Regions from separate parts of the Zea mays genome. Here regions 1 and 2 are each linked to region 3. Evidence: chromatin contacts called from public Hi-C data. All regions are on one chromosome and are shown on one strand. The core of a region is the stretch at or near the end of the contact, and the rest is flanking DNA. Distances in the headings are between cores, read along the strand shown.

Region 1 (2,758 bases), core at 121-2,620, 380 kb after region 3:
GTTGCATTTCCACCAGCAGCAGTAACAGCTGCTGTCAATGGCCGCATTGCAGTTCCAGCATTCCCCAAGAAGAGCTGCACTTCCTCTTTAGAATCCTCAACTGGGAACTTTCCACCACAGCCAACAACTACAGCTCTTTTGGCAGCTTTGTCCGCTTCGACAGAGAGACCAAGAGTCCTCAAGGCCCCGAGCATGTAGTGGACATCCTCACTGTTCAACAGGTTATCAACCACTGTTGTCCCCTGATCAAAGATTAAAAAACATATAATTAATAAGCAACAAGTATTTTGTTATGTTAGTAGCGAGGTTACCTTTTTTTGTTGTGAAATCGTCATTAAGAAGTTAATGATGCTAGTTTTCTGACAAAGTTTGTTAAAAACAACGTAAAGGATCGTCCGTGCTCCACTGTTTATCATGACGATGGCATAAGATCAACCCTTGAGGGCGAGTTCTTTGCGCCCAAATTTCATAAGGTTGTTCACCAAACACCAAGAAGAGACAGCATGCCATCACAAGAACGAGTAGCCGAGTACAGGCCGATAGGGGAACATCCAATTTTCTAGTGTTTATTTACACCTAGCTTTTGCGGTACCGATTTATCAATATTAATCCGTATACAAACTACTAGACAAATTAGAGAGAGCTAGGCATGCGACATGCGGTGCATCTGATCGTGAGATGGATTACACCGAGAATCCATGGTATTCGACAGGCAAAACATTTAGGTAGCAGTGAGACAGGGCAGCGCAGCAAGCACCAAAATCGCTCACCTCGGACAGGGCGGCGAGCAGGAGGATCCGGTTGGAAAGCGACTTGGACCCCGGCAGCTTGACGGTGCCGGAGATCTCCTTGATGGGCTGCAGCACGATCTCCTCGGCACCCGCCTGCACCGCCGCCGCCGCTGCCGCCGCCGGCGGCGCGGCGATCACGCGGCGCCCAGGCGCCCGCAGCCCGCGGACGGCGGGGCGGGCGGGCGGGCGCGCCGAGCTCGGGCGGTGGTGGCGGCGCGACGGCGCGGCGAGGTCCAGCGACACGGTGCCCGCGGCGGCCTTGGTCGCCATGGCCGCCATTGCCGACGCCGATGGTTGGTAGGGCGGGCGGCCTGGGCGCGCGGGGTTGGGGAGAGTGGGTTGGTTTGGTTCGCCTCGCGGTTGGTGGCGTGGACTGGACTGCCACCTGCACGGGGTCGGGGAGGAAGAAATAGAAGCGGGCTGGGAGCCGGTGAGGTGAGCCTAGGACCTGACAACTGAGAGAGAGGAACGGCAAGCTCTCGCTGCCTGCCACCAACCCCCGCGACACGACGCGCTGCAGCGGTGCCGTCTAGTAGCAGATCTGGGCGCGAGAGAGACCATGAGAGGGGCGAGGGGGAAGTAGGTGGGCGCATCCGGCGGGCCGGAGTTAGTTGTTGGTTTTTTTCTTCGTCTTCCTTTTCCACAAGTGTGCACACTGGACACGAATGAAACGTTAGAATCTCGAATCCAGGACGGGCCGTGATTACATTCATTTTTTTTTCGAGTTAGCCTTTCACGAAATAGTTTTGAGTTAATATAGACCGTCTCTTAATATTAAAACCTAGGAACATCATGATCTAGAAGTACGGCGAACCGATGATTATATCGTGTCGGTTCAAGCACGACACATATAAAAACTGATGTGTATTTTAAAAATATACAAGAAAGAGAAAATATTTAAAATATATTACTATGTCTAGCAAAGTGACTTAAAATTGATATATATATATATTAATATATATATATATATTGTGTTAGGATATTCAACTAAGTATCAATGATTTCTATAACATTTTTTTGAAGAGATGAAAATTATTGGAACATAAAATAACCATTAAAATATTATTTATTGGGTTTTAAATCGTGCCTTACTTTGTGTCGTGTCGGTCAAAACACGACACATCTAATCGTGTTGTGCTTTGTCGTCTATTTTTAAGGCATCGTGTCAGACTATGTTTTAGACTACTATTTTTAGGTCGTGTCTAGACGGTCCCAAATGTCACTACCAAATTTACAAGTAGACCAGCGTTGTTTTCCGTTTTTTCATCCAAAATGGTACTTTTGGAAAACTTTATAAGCAAGAAAATATGAGGAAAATCAGAAACAATTGCAAAACTGATTTTAGGTATTTTTCTAGCCAATGTTTTGGTCCTCGAATTTTACGCATAATTTACACAGAATTGTTCTACGAGGAGCAAAAGGAGATACTAAGATCAATGATAATATATGTATTGTTCGTTCTTATTTAATATTGTGTACTAATATTTCATCGAATATTTACGGGTGTCGCAATGTACAGCATAAGGCGATTATTATGCAACTATACCTTATATGTAAGTCTGCAAGCGAACCTTATGTTCCGTTGTAAAAATCTAAGTGAGTTGGTGACGGAAGAGTCTAAGGGCATGTACAACGGCATTAACTTTGCCGTCTGTATACTGCCATCTCAGCAAAATAACCTGACGTGGAAGAGATTAAATGAAGGGAGAGATCGCTCCCGTCGTCTCGCAAGGCGACGGCGACGGCTCGTGCTCCCATGCCTTATCGTCGGTAAAATCGCCATTGTACGATGCGGCTGCGACTCATCGACAAGCGAAGGTGATTTGATGTGCGTGTGCCTGAGTCTGAAACTGATGTGCGTGTGCATGAGTCTGAAACTGTTTGCGTGTCCTGTGCGTGTCCTGTGCGTGTCTTGTGGACAACATCAGTTTTGCGTGTGCATGAGGATATGCTCCTGTATAAATTGT
Region 2 (2,728 bases), core at 34-2,533, 350 kb after region 3:
AGGTCTCATTTGGTGGCACCCCAAAACTAGCTCAGTTCAGCGCTCGCTCGTGGTAAAAGGTTAACTAATCTGCATCACAATCCACATTAACACGACATGGATTCAAGCGAATCTGGATGAAGCTAAGGGCCTGTCTTTACTTCAAAAACTTCAGATTTGATTTTCCAGCTTCACCATAAAATAACTCCAACAAATTATTAAGGTGGGGTTTTCAAAAGCGTTTGGCTTGCATATGGACTATAGCTTCTATATTACAATTGATTTACGTGAGTTTACTTAATTATTCTTAATGATTAGTGGCCTGTCGCGAGAGAACGGAAGTTGTATGTTGCGTAATCAGTGATATGGTAGGTAATTTTCGTACAACTTCATGAGGAGATATAAAAACAATGTTTTTGAAGCACCCTTTAAAAAGCTTTATGAATTCATGAAACTTGCCTCTAGTTTCAATTTTTTTAAAGCTAGAGCTCGTGGAGCTGGACCTGTTTGGGTGAAAAAAATTGGAACAAAGTTGAAATTTTTGAAGTGAAGCTCTATCAAACAAGACCTAAATTAGGCTTGGTTTGGGATGGATTAGCATGGAAAATGAGCTGGTTTTCCACTTCTAGTCTTGCCCAGCTCAGGGCTTGTTCGGTTAGCTCTCAATTCATATGGATTGAGTGGGATTGGGTGGGTTTAAATCCCGAGCAAGTCAAACTTCTTCTTAATTTTTTCCAATCTCATCCAATCCATGGGTAACGGGATTAACCGAACAAGGCTTCATATGGATTGGATTGCAATCAAAAGATGTGGATTTGATTGGATTCAGTTGCAGTCAAACAAGTCTAGGAAACAATAAAAAGTTGCACTATTTTCCACGAGGATAGATAAATATATGTGTTACAAATCCTTGTTCTGTTGTTTTAACGTTGATAGATAAATACGTATCACAAATCCTTGTCCTGCGACTTTACAATCGATGGACGAATATGTGTCACGAATCCAAAGCAGACACAGTTCCTGCTACGGACGGGTTTTTTCCCCCGAGAGGAGATGATTCTGGAATCTAAACTCGACACGTGGGCCGTGGCGGGCCGGTGGCCGCAGCCTTGCGGCCTTGCCCGAACCGGAGCTTTTGACGGGCCCACTATCATTGACAAACCCCACCTCCCCGAAGGACGAAGCTCCGATCCAACGGCCAGATCACCTCAGCCACATCCAACGGCCAGGCGGGGTCTCACCTCAACCTCCCCGCCTCTACATAAATGCCTCCACCACGCGAGCCTCAAAACCTAACGCTGTCCGCCGCCACCTCTCCTCCGGCATCGACGAGGCGAAACCCTAGCGCCCGAGTCCCTCTCCCTGCTCCCACAACCCATGGCGGCGGATATGGCGTACGCGCCGCCGATGAAGGCTGGCAAGGCCGGGTTCGAGGCTGGCATGATGGATCCACAGCACAGGATCCGCATCACGCTCTCCTCCAAGAGCGTCAAGAACCTCGAGAAAGGTACGCTCGCCGATGTCTTCTCCTTTGTTCATGCGGCGTTGGGTTGGGATCGAAGGACTGACCTCGTGCTCGTTGTTGCGGCGTTGCGCTTTGAGCAGTCTGCGGGGATCTGGTGAAGGGCGCCAAGGGTAAGGAGCTCAAGGTCAAGGGCCCCGTGCGGATGCCTACCAAGGTGCTCCACATCACCACCAGGAAGTCTCCCTGTGGAGAAGGTGACCTCTCCTTACCTCCCCCTCAACTTCTCACGTCCAACAGGAAGGTCTCGAATCGTCACGTTTGTTGTGATGGATATCTAGAGCTGTGGGTTGCGATGTGTGGTATGCTGAGCAGATGATGTTAACATCTACATCGACTGAGATCTTTCGGGATCTCTGATGTCCAAAAATCGAGCTTTTTAAAACTGATGCTTAGCGTATTGTCACCGAGAAAGATTCATCTTCGTTTACGGATCATGTTGTATTAATGTGTATCAACATTTAAGCGCATTTGTGTGGTGTCGTATTCTTTGGATACGATCTTAGGCTGAACATATGATGTTAACTAGGAGATGCTGCTGAGATATTACATCATTGAAGTCTCTAAAACCGAGCTTTTTAAAACTGATGCTTGGCCTATGATAGTATGTTTAGTGCGGATCACATTCTAGATATTGCATGGTTTTAGCTAAACATTGGTTTAGTTACTGTTTTTGATCATATACTACTTTCACACTGGCTGTTAAATAATCTTTTTGTTTGGGCCTGTCTCAAATTTAGCATGCATCGTTTAGTATTGAATAGGCTTTGCCCAGAGTTGGTAGTCTTGATGGTGAAATTGCGTGACCAATTTTGGGCATTCAAGGCCTTTGTTTCCTGATTTCCAACAGTTGCTGCATATTTTTTAAGGGAACAGCTGATGCATATATTAAGTTACCATATATTCTTTTTTGATACCTTCTTGCTTTCCTAAATATCCTTCTGTATCCTAGAAAGTTAAGCTCAATACTGAGCATCTACTTTATTTTAGGGCTTCACCCTGTCACTCTAAGTTATCTGAGTTAATGTGTTGGGCACTTGGGCTTGATCTTTGTTGTGGGCTAACCATGTGATGCTAAACAATTTACTCCTGAGATTTTCTGAGGACTTAACAAATTCGAGCTTTTTAAAACTGATGGTTGGCCCCATTTCATTCTCTAATCATTTTTACTTTTACTACACTTTTGAGGATGTTCTTTGTTTCTTTGTTAAATAGGATCTGCACTTG
Region 3 (2,765 bases), core at 203-2,702:
CCAAGGATGTTATCCTTTCTGAAAATAAATTATTTATTTTATTAGCATTATTTCTCGATGAAGAAGATTTATTCCTTCTAAGAGGTCGCAATCCACTATACAGTTGCATCTTGTCTGTGTATTTATTTATACTAAGTCGATGCTGAAATTTGAAGTAATATAAATACAAAACACCAAATCATTTTTGTTATTCATTTAGTAGAGCTATCATAATCTGATGTGAACACTGTGGAGTTAAACATGTTGCTTGAGCATCTTTTACTAGACTCGGTGCACATTGTGTGGGTAATAAACAATGTCCATGAATACATGGCAATAGTGACTACTTTGGATTCCAGAAATGGTTAGGATGAAATCTTACCCCACGACTTCTATCCATGCCTGACAACGAGCAGGGCCATTCATGGTTATGAACAGGTGAACATGAGCATCTCTCTGCTGCCCATCCTTGTAGTCTTCCTTCTTTACCGATTTGCTAGGTGCTTACTTCTGCTTTGCAGCAGTAACTGGCACACAGGTTTATGCAGCAGCCAAAACTGCGGCATATTAATAACTGAAATAATGCTTGGATTCTTCGTCCTGAGATTATGTTGGGAGTCTTCTGTAGTTCTGAATGTGTGCTTTTCTACTAATGGTTTGTCAAGATGAGTCCTCTGCAGCTTATGTTGGTCCACCGAGATCCGCGTTCTCTAACCTTGAGTCGTCTTTCTGTTGGTGTACCGCAGGTGACCGTAGCTCCAATGGACGTGACCGGCGATCGGCCTCAGGCTGGGCGCTTCCTGGGACCGAGCAAGGCCGTGATCCGAGGCGCAACGGGAAGCCAAAATCACGGGTCATCCCTATCTCCTGAAGAGCATGGACGGAGTAGATATATAGAGTAGATAAATAAACAGCTGGTTTGTACTACTATGCAAGGTTTAGGTTCAAGATCGTTTCAAGGAAACGACCTGAGGTCCAGGTAACCGGAGTCCGCCCAGCACCTCGCGTGCTATTGTCTGATTCTGTAGCTGTACAGTGCTCTGCTACCTTATTATCCGTGATGTGAAACAATTTGTGTCGTCCAGTCTTGCTGTAAAATCATCATCGCGTATATTGTAAACCTGAGTCGGTATGTCTGAGTTGGCTTTGCTGTGTTGTTGCTAGTTGTTTGGGTCGCTGAAGGATGTGAAGCGATCTGCTTCTGTGTTTGCGTAAAAAAAATAGATGCTCTGCTGCTGGCTGTCCAAACCGAACCAGAGCCAGAGGGGACGTCACCCGCCTGGCCGCCTCGGATTGATCGTGAACACGCCGCTTGGCCCCGGCCGTGGTTTCTCGTCCTTTCCTCCTACCTGCACGGCCACGCGGACGACGGACCCTCCCTCCTCACGCCACGTCTGCCCCCTGGCCACGCGTGTCCACCCCACGCTTTGGCACCATCACGTCCGGAAAACAAAAGAGAAACGCCCAGAACCCGTCGAACCACCACCAAGCAGCCCAACCCATCGGTTCGACAACTTCACAGACCAGTGAGTGACACACACCCATGCCGCCGCCGCCGCTCGCGCGCCGCCTACTCCTCCAGCCGCTGCCGCGCGGCGCGCGCGCCCTCCACACGACCCCGGCCCCGCGCCGCGGCCCGGGGGTGCTGGCCTGCCGCCTGGCGTCCCGCGCCGTGGTCCGCTTCGCGGGGCCCGAGGCGGCGCGCTTCCTCCACTCGCTGCTCACCAACGACCTCCTCTCCGCCTTCTCCGCGGCCGGCGCGTCGTCGCCGCAGCGGTACGCGCCCACGCCGAACGCGCCCGCGCGGGGCCCCGCGGCGCCCGCCTACGCCGCGCTGCTCACGCCGCAGGGCAGGTTCCTCTACGACCTCTTCCTCTACCGGCCCCCGCCGCGGTCCCAGATGCTCGACCGCACAGGATCCGCGCCGGAGACCGGTGAGGCCCCCGAGGGGCACCCGCACCCGCAGGAGGTACTCGCAGACGTTGACGCCGCCGAGGTGGACGACCTCGTCGCCTGCTTTAAGAGGTGACGGACTACCGTACCGAGCCTGTTAACAAAATTCAGCGCTCTATAATTATAAGGTTTCAGTCTATGGTATGTACAGTCTGTTGGGAGTTCCTGTGACCAAACCGCGGCCCCGAATAGTAAGACTGAATTCGAATTTTGGGCTAATCAGCAAAAAAAAAAAAGGAAGCGCAGAGCGCAGCACTCCTTAAGACAAAACAGCAGGCTTTTTTTTGCTGGATAACGTGTTCGGAAGTCTAGATGGTATTTTGAGTTCACAGACAGACTGATGGTCATTTTCGGTTAGAATGATGAAACTAAATTGCACGCCTATATTTTGTTGTGCACTTGATTTGGCATTTTTATGCCATAATTTGAAGTCTCAAGTGTGACAACTTTTCAAGTGGCAAAATTCTTGAAGATCATCACGGAACTCACTGCTAGGAGTGTGTATCGTTAAGCAGCTCACTGTTGGCAATTACAGACCTTAGTTGGAGATTTTTGTGTCAAGTAAGAATCATAGTGATGAACTGTCCTTGCAGTAAGCAGCTTAACTTTAGCCAATTGTTTGTTAGGTTACTTGATAACATAAGAGTTCGCACACTTGTAGCTGAAAGATCCTCCATATTGTGTTAGGCCCCGTTTGTTTCGTTGGAATTGAATTCCATTTTAATAATTATAATTTAGACAAAACTAATTAAGTTCATATATTTATATATGTAATATATTTGTATATTATCTTAAATCATATGAGAGAGATAGTTATAACGAAGCAAGTAGAA

Evidence for each region. Hi-C and Micro-C count contacts between places; a contact is called where the count stands out from the background.
Region 1: a Hi-C map of ear shows a contact between it and region 3, with 2.4 times the contacts expected there. The contact joins the promoter of LOC542727 here to the promoter of LOC100280888 in region 3. A contact is called at or near these places in 2 of 25 Hi-C or Micro-C datasets (ear and tassel).
Region 2: a contact with region 3 is called in a Hi-C map of tassel, with 4 times the contacts expected there. The contact joins the promoter of LOC100194044 here to the promoter of LOC100280888 in region 3. A contact is called at or near these places in 3 of 25 Hi-C or Micro-C datasets (bundle sheath, ear and tassel).

What each region holds. Positions count from the first base shown.
Region 1 is chr9:24,560,615-24,563,372 of Zm-B73-REFERENCE-NAM-5.0, forward strand. LOC542727 (enolpyruvylshikimate phosphate synthase 1) reads right to left here and starts at 1,371. Exons shown (of 8, transcript XM_008661109.3): 1 at 771-1,371; 2 at 1-242. The coding sequence starts at 1,070.
Region 2 is chr9:24,534,241-24,536,968 of Zm-B73-REFERENCE-NAM-5.0, forward strand. LOC100194044 (40S ribosomal protein S20) reads left to right here and starts at 1,284. Exons shown (of 3, transcript NM_001377195.1): 1 at 1,284-1,486; 2 at 1,585-1,698. The coding sequence starts at 1,357. LOC111590248 (small nucleolar RNA SNORD36) reads left to right here and starts at 1,811; the gene lies at 1,811-1,896. It overlaps LOC111590252 (small nucleolar RNA SNORD36), which reads left to right and starts at 2,011; the gene lies at 2,011-2,095. LOC111590250 (small nucleolar RNA SNORD36) reads left to right here and starts at 2,564; the gene lies at 2,564-2,642.
Region 3 is chr9:24,182,404-24,185,168 of Zm-B73-REFERENCE-NAM-5.0, forward strand. It overlaps LOC100280888 (aminomethyltransferase), which reads left to right and starts at 1,453. Exons shown (of 5, transcript NM_001367145.1): 1 at 1,453-2,004. The coding sequence starts at 1,523. LOC100502305 (glycine-rich protein) reads left to right here. Exons shown (of 7, transcript NM_001414447.1): 7 at 726-1,224. The coding sequence ends at 850.